2 separate regions of the Oryctolagus cuniculus genome follow, and region 2 is linked to region 1. Evidence: chromatin contacts called from public Micro-C data. All regions are on one chromosome and are shown on one strand. The core of a region is the stretch at or near the end of the contact, and the rest is flanking DNA. Distances in the headings are between cores, read along the strand shown. Region 1 overlaps ARHGAP26 (Rho GTPase activating protein 26). Region 2 holds the start of LOC127490646 (collagen, type I, alpha 1b-like).

Evidence for each region. A called contact is a pair of places that touch in the nucleus more often than the background predicts.
Region 2: a Micro-C map of ear pinna shows a contact between it and region 1, with 4 times the contacts expected there. The contact joins the promoter of LOC127490646 here to the enhancer-like site in region 1. A contact is called at or near these places in 4 of 6 Hi-C or Micro-C datasets (ear pinna, psoas muscle, skin fibroblasts and 1 more).

Annotation. Positions count from the first base shown.
Region 1 is chr6:30,471,538-30,476,780 of mOryCun1.1, reverse strand. All of the region lies in intron 11 of ARHGAP26 (Rho GTPase activating protein 26), which reads right to left. Among named protein-coding and RNA genes, the nearest start is that of ARHGAP26, 230 kb to the right of the region's middle. Within about 2 kb of position 3,095, at least 1 of the 8 cell types and tissues checked has an H3K27ac peak or open chromatin away from gene starts, as enhancers often do. A contact at or near this core is called in ear pinna, where this site is marked.
Region 2 is chr6:30,842,889-30,848,406 of mOryCun1.1, reverse strand. It overlaps LOC127490646 (collagen, type I, alpha 1b-like), which reads right to left and starts at 3,719. Exons shown (of 4, transcript XM_070075913.1): 1 at 3,715-3,719; 2 at 2,714-3,518; 3 at 2,140-2,505; 4 at 679-2,052. The coding sequence starts at 3,719. The coding sequence ends at 679. NR3C1 (nuclear receptor subfamily 3 group C member 1) reads left to right here and starts at 4,446. Exons shown (of 8, transcript NM_001082147.1): 1 at 4,446-5,518. The coding sequence starts at 4,446.

The DNA of each region.
Region 1 (5,243 bases), core at 1,846-4,345:
TGCTGGTTCTCTCTCAGCAATCTGTCTATCGTCTGTTCAACCGAGTAACCTGAACTAGAGCATGGTTTTCAAGCTGAGCTCTGCTATGAGAGGGAAAGGGCTGGGGAGGGAAGCTAAGACTCCAGGTAGCCAAATGCCCCCTTTCTTTGTTTCCAGCACTTTTATGTATGTGGCTCTCAACCACGGGATAGCGGCTCTGTAAAGTTGGAAGACTTCCAGTATTTTCCAAAGTTAGATGCAACTCATTTGCTTATTTGCTCTTGCACTTAACAAATATTTACTGACTGCCTATGATGGCCAGGCCATATTTTAGGTGCAAGGGATACAGATGAAGAAGACAGCTTTGAGCTCTACTTTCCATTCATGGAGAAAATAGAGACACAGATGCACAAACATGATCAGTTCAAATGCAAAAAGAGAGACAACAGACAACAGGACAGTGTGGATCTGAGGTGTGGGGAAAAGCTCTGAACAGGCGACATTTGCACGAGATCAGAATGATGAGAGGATCTCCTTGGCAAGACAGAGGGACACAGCGAATTTGAGTCCCTGACATAGGAAAAAGCCTGGCCTTCGGGAAGCAGGAGGGGCAGCGTGGTCAGCAATGGGAGGCAGCAGATGAGGACGGGCAGAGGGACTGCAGGGCTCTGTGATCTGTGAGTGGGATCCGAGTGACAGCAAGGAGCAGCCCTTTGCCGCTTTGGGAAGCTGGCTAAGGGAAGTTTTGGGAAGGGATACTATTATGGTAAGTACTTTTTCCATCCATCTCCAATCAATGCACTTCTCCCATTAAATTCAAACATTCACGACGATTTTTTATTTGAAAGGTAGAGATAGACAGACAGGGACTGATCTTCCAACCATTAATTCGCTCCCCAAATGTACACAACAACTGGGGCTGGACCAGGCCAGGCCACTGACAGGAACCAAGAACCAGGAAATCAATCCAGGTCTCCCATGGGGGTGGCAGGGACCCAAACACTTGAGACACCATCAGCTGCCTCCCAGGGTGCACATTTTCCGGAAGCTGGAATCGGGAGTGGAGCTGAGACTAAAGCCAGGCATTCTGTTATGAGATGCACATGCCTCACGTGTGCCTGCCCCTGCAGTCAAACATTCCATCCGAGAGAAACTGGCTCCTCTTTGCAGATGGCAGAAACCCAGAAGGAAGAGCAAAACGCAGGGCTTCCAGTCCTCCTTAATCAGGAGGTGAGTTTATGCCAAACTACTTTCCTTCAAGGTTCCCTGGGTCTCAGGAGACCCCTGCCGGGAACACCCAAACATTCCCCAACTGCAGAGCAGCGATCAACAAGCCCACGGACCAGGAACACGTGGTGCCCGATCCTCCGAGGCCTGGCCATCTATCTCTGTCTGGTTTGGGTAAATGAGCCCTGGAGAATGAGTTTTTAAATGAGGCTAACAAACCGTGTGTGCCAGCACTGCCTGATTACACAGCCTATCAGGATGGTCCCGGGTAGGGCAGCAGCCTCGGTACTGCAGAGGCCAGATAACGGCGAGGGAACAGCACAGGTGGGTGAGTTTGCATACTGAGTGCCACACCTGACATCTAACCCTTGCAGGCAACATACAGATTGGTCTAGTGGCGTGTCCACTTACAGATACAGGTGTGAGACCGTAGAGTTTACCCAAGGGTTCGGACTGCTGATGGTGTGTTACTCTTCTGTGCCTCCAGAGCGAAGTTCTGATCCTGCTTTGCCTTCCCCTGCCATGGCCACCACACACGGTTACCAGCTGCTCCACTGTGATGCTCCTGAGACCTTCTACACTGGCCAAGGGCACACAAATCACTCTCTAGAAGTGGTCAGCCTGCTCTGAGAGCTACTTCCACTCCCAGGTGCCCAGAGCTGCAGACCGAGGCCAGGGAGAGGAGCAGTGTGCTGAAATAGTGTGGCTTTGTCTTACAACTGGCAGAGTAAGTCAGGCTCCTCCACTTCCAGGTGGGCCTCGCCAGAGTCTCTGTCTTAATGGCAGGAACCCAACTGCCCAGTATCAACTCAAGGGGCCAGAGCCTCTCAACAATGCCTAACCAGGGCTCCTAAAGAGACTGAAACAGTTGTTTTTCTCACCAAAATAACTTGAAGTCCATCTTTCCTGGGCTGGCTTTGGGAGGCAATGGGTGAAGCCACTGTGACACTGGCATCCCATATTGGAGTGTCAGTACAAGTGTGCTAGTGCTAGCATACCTGCTACACTTCTGACCAAGGTCCTTGCTAATGTGCCTGGGAAGGCAGAGGAGAATGGCCCAAGTGCTTGGCCCCCAGATGCAGTTCCTGACTCTTGGCTTCAGCCTGGCCCAGCTGTTGCAACCATTTACAGAGTGAACCAAACAGATGGAAGGTATTCTCATCTTTCTCTCCCCCCACCCCTGCCTGCCTCCCTCCCTCTCCCTCCCTCCCTCCCTCCCTCTCTCTCTCTCTCTCCCCCTCCCTCCAACATTCCACTTTTCAAATAAATCAATATTTTTTTTAAGTGTATCTGTCGTGCTTAGCTAAGACCTGGCCACATGAAAGCCTCTCAGGCATCTAGCTTTTTATATTTGGAGGTAGCTATGCTCCAGTGGCTGCTGAATATTGAACACGGAGATTTGTTAAATGTCCACACCAGTGAATACTCAATTACATGCTTCTAGAAAACAGAGATTACGTGTGTTTATCTTATCAGTGTCCATCTGTGGGACATTAAAGAATAACCATGCAGTAATAATAATTTATTAATAATGATGAAAAAGCCCTGCTATCTGTCAAGACCCCCTGCCAAGCATTCTATAGACATTGTCTTGTTCGGTCCTCAGCCCACCTAAGTATTCCCATCATACAGGCAGTAAAACCAAGGCATTACACAAGCTGGGCCACTTGCCCAAGGTTAGACAGCTGGAAACAGTTTGAGGCCAGACAGCAACTCCCACATTCTACCTTCAGAGCCCAAACTCTTAACCACTAACCACGATAACGAAGACACTGTGATGACGATGACGATAGAGGTGACGAGGTGCTGTGGGCAGCAAGGGCAGGTGAGTCACGGAAGACCGAGCTTGCCCTGAGTCAGAGAGAAAATGAAACTGGGAACGGCCTTCTGACGGCTGCCTGCAGCGGCTGCCACTAACCCATGTAAGCAGCTGGCACCTAGCGCAGAAGTAACACTCCATATTCTCTGAACCGCAGGGCTAGAGCCTGAAGATAAACACTGGGACAGGAAAGTAGGTCTTTAATACAAATCACAGGACACCGCAATTCTCTGAGTCCTTACCCAGAAGCTACAACGCGAGTACAATTTAATAAATCAAAGGAGAGTGAGGAAAGCCTTCATACGCTTCCTCTGCGCTAAGATGTGATTTTGCAATAAATTCTGCTCACCGCCGAGCCAAGTCAATCCCTGTGTCCCTAGAGAATGGGGAGAGAATAGAGTCACTAGGATTCCCGGAATGCTTCTACGAGTAACCTTCAGTACCATTATCCTGGCTGTACTGAGAAACCACAGACACGCTTTCTTCTTCTTACCATTGTTAAAGACATAAGCAAATCACTAATGAGACAAAACCGTCTAACTCTCCTCTCACACACAGCTGCATGAGCATGGGGCCACACCCTGCTTGGGATGAGAATGTGCACAAACGAAGGTGTTACCCATACAAGTTCACAGGCAAGCAGATTTACAACTCTGCTCCCCCCGGGACTGTATTGTCTTCACCAAATGCATCTGTGATTCCCCAGGGTCACTTGCCTGGGCTATCTGAACCCGCACCACAGGGCTGCTGGCCTGACCGACCGACAGGGAGACGCACCCGACAGGGCCACAGGGCAGCATCTTGAAGCACTGCACAGTCTGCTTCTACACTTGCATACACAATCACGTCCCAGCTCTCTGTGCATTCACCATTGCTAAAACTTGTCTTTGTTTCTTCCTTCGGTTGGTTTATTAATTGTTTTCCCTGTAAGTGGTGACAGATGTGTAGTACATGCCTGCTTGGGGTTTATGTTCAGTTTTACTATGTGTTGGCTATACATATTTATCAATTAACATCCACAGATTTCCATTTCTTGCTATTTCTAAAAGGGGGACTTCTAAAATGGGGATTTTAACACTCCCTGCCTCTTGCAGTTGTGAAAATTAAGTGGAATAATAATAATGAAATATTTAGCAGAGAATGCAAATTCTGTGGCCTACACAGAGCATTCTATACAGATAAAGTTCTGTATCTTCATCACCACCATACTCTTCTTTCCGTCTCGTCACACCTTTCATTTAAAGAACAAAACGGCCAACCTCTCCTGTTGATGGAAATGAGATAAATGGCTAATGTTGGGGATGCAGTCTGAGGAAGCCAGGACACAGGTCTCACTGGTGCTGTGATACAGCAACTGAAATTCAGGCATGAAGGGAAGGAAGAGGAGACAATCTAAGGTCAACTTTCAGAACAATGGCTTTTTAACAGCAAGCAAAAGTAAAAATAACTGCCCACCGCCAATCAACCACATTTTCATGCGCCATGAACTATACTAAAGTCTGTAAGAATCATTCTATTCCATCTTCAAGCCTTGCAGTACTACCACTGCCTCTGCTTCCTGGAGTCCAGCAAGTTTATTAACAAAGGTTACACTGCTAGCAAGTGATGGAGCTGGGGTTTGAACCAGGTGGAGCTCCCTCGAGCCTGTACTCAACCACAGTTTCATACGACTTCCCCACCCAGTCCTACTTTCCAGAGGAAAAATAGCCTGGCATGTAACAAAGAAACTCAAGACAAGCTAAGTCAAAGAAACTCAAGACAAACTGAGCAGTAATTAAAATGGCAACAATGTAATCATTGTGTAAGAACAAAATTTCCACCCAATTTAAACACAACAGTGATTCTACAAACTTCCAATTAATACATGATATGGCAGTAATTGAAAACCACAACCAGCTTGAGACACTTGAAAACGCCCCAAAAACATCCTTCCTAAAAACTCTGAGCACACAGAGAACTAGCCAGGGCTGCCCAGACCATACGGCAGACTGCACAGCAGAGCGCCACATCGGAACACTGGGCAAACTTGAGGCTAAGTTTAGGAACTGTTAATAACACCCCTGAGAAGTTGCTAGTAAGACTCCCTTGGTCTATGGAACACCAGGCATAAAATCCAATGATGGACATGAATTTCTGGATGGTGAACACCTCTCTTTTCACTGGCGGGCCAGAGGCCACCCTCAGAAAAGCTTTTGAGAAGCACTTTTAGAATCTCACT
Region 2 (5,518 bases), core at 2,470-4,969, 370 kb before region 1:
CGCCGTCAGACTGTGAGCGCGGCCGCGGCGAGCGAGCGCGGCTGCGGCCGAGCGCCGGGGCCAGGACCAAGTGGAGCGGCGGCAGCGTCCGCTCTCGTCAGCAGCCGGCGAGCGCTGTCACCCGAGGGTGCAAAAGTTACCCCTGCAAATCCGAAAGCAGCCCGGCAGCATCTCTGAGTCACAAAACCCACACTGTGCGCCGCGCAAGGTAGGGGGCTTCGGTCCCGGTGCGCCGGAGCCTGCGCCGGGGCGGGGGACACCCCGCGCCAGCAGCCCTGGTCCCAAGCACGCCCCTCACTCCTCGCCGCTCCTCGGGGACGGGCCACGTGTTTCCCTCAGCCCGAGGGCGGGGGGAGCGGCGCGTAACGGGAACAGCTGGAAGGAGTTGAACGCTGACATTTTAAAGCTGCGTGTGTTTTGTTTTATGTGGAGGGGCAGAGGTTCCCTGAACGCGAGAGGGTGAGCGGTGCCCGGGCTAGAGGGCGGCAAATGTCAGGATTCGGGGGAGGGGCCTCCGCGGGGAACTTGGCCGTGGGCCCCGGAGGGGGCGGAAGGAGAGGTCAGGAGTTTGGGATGGGGCGAGGGGCGCCCTCGGCCAGCAACTTGCTGTTTGGGTTGCGACTTGCTTTTTTGGGTCTGCCACTCCCTGCTTTTTTTTTTTTTCTTCATCATGATTTTTTAAAAAGTGCAGAGAGAAACCCAGCTCGCCGGAGGTTTTGCATTTGGCGTGCAACTTCCTTCGAGTGTGAGCGCGCCGGGAGGGAGGCCCGGAGGGAGGGCTGGGGGTTGAACTTGGCAGGCGGCGCCTCCTTCTGCCGCCGCCGCCGCCGCCGCCGCCGCCTCGCAGACTCCGGGAGGAGGGTGGGGGACGGCCGGGGCGCGGGGGAGGGTGGGTTCTGCTTTGCAACTTCTCTCCCGGTGCGAGAGCGCGGCGGCTGCAGACCGTGCCGCCCGGACGATGCGGGGGTGGGACACCCGCAGCCACGCGACACCCCCGGGCCCAGAGTACGTATGCACTGAGCCCCTCTGCCCTCCCCTCCGCTGTCCACAGCCTCCCGGAGGGTGTGTCCGGCCCCCCGGCCCCGAGCGCGGCCGAGACGCTGCGGCACGGTTCCCGCGCAGCCTCGGAGCCCCTCTCCAAGTGACAGACTTTGCCCACCCCGGCCGGGGGCGGCGAGCGGCGCTCCCCGCGGCCCCGCTGCGGGCCGCGCCCTGGCCCTCCCCGACCGCCGCTGTCACCCGCAGGGGCGCTGGCCGCCCGGGGACGGGGACGAGCTCCACGAGTGGGTCCGGAGGCGCGGCGCTGCGCGGGGGCGGGCGGCAGGCAGCGAGAAGAGAAACTAGAGGAACTCGGTTTCCCCCCTCAGCCCGCCCGGCAGAGATCAGGTCGGCCGCCGCCGCCGCCGCTGCACTTCTTCCTGGGTGGGGGCGCCGAGAAGCCCGCAAGGCTCCGGGTGGCGCGGGCCGCTCTCGCGGGGTCATGCGGGGGGCCGCGGGCGTGCAGGCGCCGTCGGGCCGGGCGGCGGGGCGTGGGGGCGGGAGCTGCGGGCGCCCCTGCAGTTGCCGAGCGTCGCCAACAGGTTGCACCGTTCCCCGCGGCGGCCGCGCGGCCCCTCGGGCGGGGAGCGGCCGGGGGCGGAGTGGGAGCGCGTGTGTGCGAGTGTGTGCGCGCTGTGGCGCCGCCTCCGCCCGCCCCCCGCTCGGTCCCGCTCGCCCGCCGCGGCCGGGCGGCCCTTCGCGAGTCCGCGCTCCCTCCCCTCCTCCTCCCACTCCTCCTCCTCCTCCTCCTCCTCCTCCTCCTCCATTTTGCGAGCTCGAATCTGTGACTGGAGCCCGAGTCACCGCCCGCCCGTCGGGGACGGTTTCTAAGTGGGAGCGACGAGACGCCGCCGCCGGAGCGGCCGCCGCGGCGGGGCGCCGGGGACTGGGGGCACGCGCGCGCGCGCGCGCGGGGGCTCGGAGCCGCGGAGCCCGGAGCGGGGCGGGCAGCCGGCCTGTCAGCGAGGGGAAATGGGAGACTTTCTCAAATAGGGGCTCTCCCCTCCCCTCCCCCTATGGAGAAGGGGGCGGCTGTTTACTTGCATTTTTTAGAAGAAAAAAAAAACACACAAATTGCTCCTGCTCCTCCGGCTTTCACACGCTAAGTTGTTTATCTGGGCTGCGGCGGGAGCTGCGATCGGCGGCGGGAGAGCGGCGCCGCTGCCCGAGGTAAGAAGCGGGCGGCCGGGCGGCCGGGGTGGGGGCTGGGGCGGCGCGAGCGCTCGCTCCCCGAGGTGCCACCCGCCGCGGACCCGGGCCCGAGTCCGGGGGCCGCCGCGGGCGCCCGCAAACTTTTATTAGCCCGGGCAGCGGGGGTGGGGGCTGGCGAGGGCCAGGCGACGGTGACGAAAGGGCAGCGCGCGGGTGACAGCGCTGGCCTCTTCCTCTCCCTCCGTCGCCGTCGCCCGGCCGGGCCGAGGGGGAGGAACCGGAGCGGTGGCAGCGAGGGGAGCCTCCTCGAGCGGCCTAGGGTTGACAAGCCGGTGGCTCCCCGGCGGGAATCCCGGCCTTTTTTCGTGCCCCTTCTCCTCCCCCGCACCCCAGTCTCGTTGGCTTTTCCCCCCAAAGGGGCCGCCTCGACACCCCGGTTTTGTGTGTTTTTTATTTATTTATTTATTTATTTAAAAAAATTTTTGTTGAGGTGAGCGCCGAGCCGCGCTTGGGCTCTGCTCGCCCGCGGGTTCTCCTCGCCCGCAGGTTTCCCCTCCGGTCCCGGTGCGCAGCGTTTGTGGCGGGCGTGCGGGGCTGAGCGCGCGGGGGCGAGGGCGAGCGCGCCCGCAACCGCCGAGACTTCGGCCGGGCTGGTGTTATCGGAGCGAGTGGGCGTGTCGGGGAGCACGCAACAGGTCTGGACGCGTCGCGCTCGGCTCGCGCCGCGGCGCGGGGGCCCCCTGTGGGAAGAGAGACCCTCCCCGCCCGGGCCGAGGTGGGTGCTGCGGTTTGTGGCAAGTGCTGGCTCGGCGCGGGGGGCTCCGCAGCCCCCGGCGAGAGACGCCCCCTCGGCGTGGTTCGCGCGGGCCCCCGGAGCGTGGCGGGGCTGTTTGCGGTCTTCGCGCGGGGGGTTCGGGTCTCGCTGGAGGGGGCGTTTCGCCGCCTGAGGTATTGTTTTGGTTTCGGGTTGGAAGGCAGCTGTCAGGGAAGCGGCGGGGAAATTCATTAGGCTGCGATCGGCGCGCGGTGTTGGGAGATCGCTGCCCGAGGAAGGCGGGCGGGCGGGGAAGCCGCGGCCCGCGGGAGGTGTGCGGGCCCCCACCCAGCTCTGCATCCGCGCTGACGTCCGCGTGCGGGGAAAAAGTTTTCTTGGGTTGCACGGGATTGGCCCGCCGTGTCCCCGGAGCGCTCGGGGCAGCCCTGGCGTCCCGAGCACGGACTGCGCGCCGGTCTGGCTGCGCCCCTGCCTGGGGACTGCCGCTCCTGGGGTCCGGCGTGATCCTGCAGCTCTGCGCTCTTCTGTTTCTCGGTGTTTGGAAAGGCGGACTCTTGAGAGAAGAAATCGGGGTTCGTACTGAGGGTCTTAAGCAAATTTTTTTTAAAAAAAACGATAAGGTTTCATCTAGATGTTGGGAAGTTATAAGGACCAGATAACTATAAACTACAGTGTCGTGGGAAGCTACAACACATTTTGTTGAGCTTTTTTTTAAATCTTAAGTTTTAGTTGGCCCGTATACAACTTACCTCATTTTATATATTTAAAATGTGGAGGTGGGCACTATTAGATGTAGCAGGTCAGGAATACGCATTTAAAAATAGGAGCTTTTTGCCAGCCCGTAGACGATAAGGAGCACGTCAGCGTTGTTTGTTTTTTAATAAAACGTGCCTGGTTCACCAGTAGATTGTACTGAAAAGGGCTGGAGCTGTGAGTAGCTGGTAGGGGAGGTTGAATTTGGGGGAAATTAGGGGCTAGAGAATTCGAGCTTAGTGTTCACCAAATGTTAGCTGTGTTGGTGCTCAGAAAAGCAAACCACCTTGATTGAGAGGAGAGGAATTTTGATGGGAACACACTGTTTAAATGAAATACTTTGACATCAATCTGAACCTTCAGAATACTCAGCTGTAGTGAGTTAGAATGTCGGCGATGCGCAAGGCAGCACGTTCAGGGAGTGGCAGGCTGAATAGCCCAGCTTCGTCCCATTCAATTCTGCCCTTGCCTGTGCGGTGGACTGCACTGCACTTTGGAATGGGGTGCACTGAGTGGGAGCAGGGACGGGGCTTTCTGTTCTGCGGGGTAGAAACTTCTCTGCTGGTAACGAAGAATTTGTTCCAGAGTTAACTAAAAGGTTCATTTAACAAGCTGTTACTAATCGGATCGCGGAGACAATGTGAGGTTATAGCTTACCATGTCCCAACCCCCACCCCACCCCACCCTTTTTTTTTTTTTTTTTTTTTTTTGTAGCTAATATTCACTGATGGACTCCAAAGAATCATTAAGTCCCCCGGGTAGAGAGGAGGTCCCCAGCAGTGTGCTCAGGCCGGCGGAGCGCGGGAATGTGATGGACTTGTACAAAACCCTAAGGGGAGGAGCTCCTGTGAGGGTGCCTGCATCTTCTCCCTCACTGGCTCCTGCTGCGCAGCCGGACTCCAAGCAGCAGAGACTCGCGGTGGACTTTCCGAAAGGCTCAGCCAGCAATGCCCAGCAGCCGGATCTGTCCAGAGCAGTGTCACTCTCGATGGGATTGTATATGGGCGAGACAGAAACCAAAGTGATGGGCAGTGACCTGGCTTTCCCGCAGCAGGGCCAAACCAGCCTTTCCTCTGGGGAAACGGACTTCCGGCTTCTGGAAGAAAGCATCGCGAGCCTCAACAGGTCGGCTAGTGCTGCAGACAACCCCAGGAGCACAGCGCCTGCTGCTGGGTCTGCCGCCCCCACAGAGGGGTTTCCAAAAACTCACTCTGACCTGGCCTCCGAACGGCAGAATCCGAAGGGCCAGACTGGCAGCAGCGCCGGCAGTGCCAAGTTGCACCCCACAGACCAAAGCACCTTTGACATTTTGCAGGATTTGGAGTTTTCTTCTGGGTCCCCAAGTAAAGACAGGAGCGAGAGCCCTTGGAGGTCAGACCTGTTGGTGGACGAGAACTGTCTGCTTTCTCCTTTGGCGGGAGAAGATGATCCATTCCTTTTGGAAGGGAATTCGAGCGAGGACTGTAAGCCTCTTATTTTACCGGACACGAAACCTAAAATTAAGGATAATGGAGATCTGATCTTATCAAACTCCAACAATGTACCACTGCCCCAAGTGAAAACCGAGAAGGAAGATTTCATCGAACTCTGCACCCCTGGGGTAATTAAGCAAGAGAAACTGGGCCCAGTGTACTGTCAGGCAAGCTTTTCTGGGGCAAATATAATTGGTAATAAAATATCTGCCATTTCTGTTCATGGCGTGAGTACCTCCGGAGGACAGATGTACCACTATGACATGAACGCACAGCAGCAGGAGCAGAAGCCTCTTTTTAATGTCATTCCGCCAATTCCTGTTGGTTC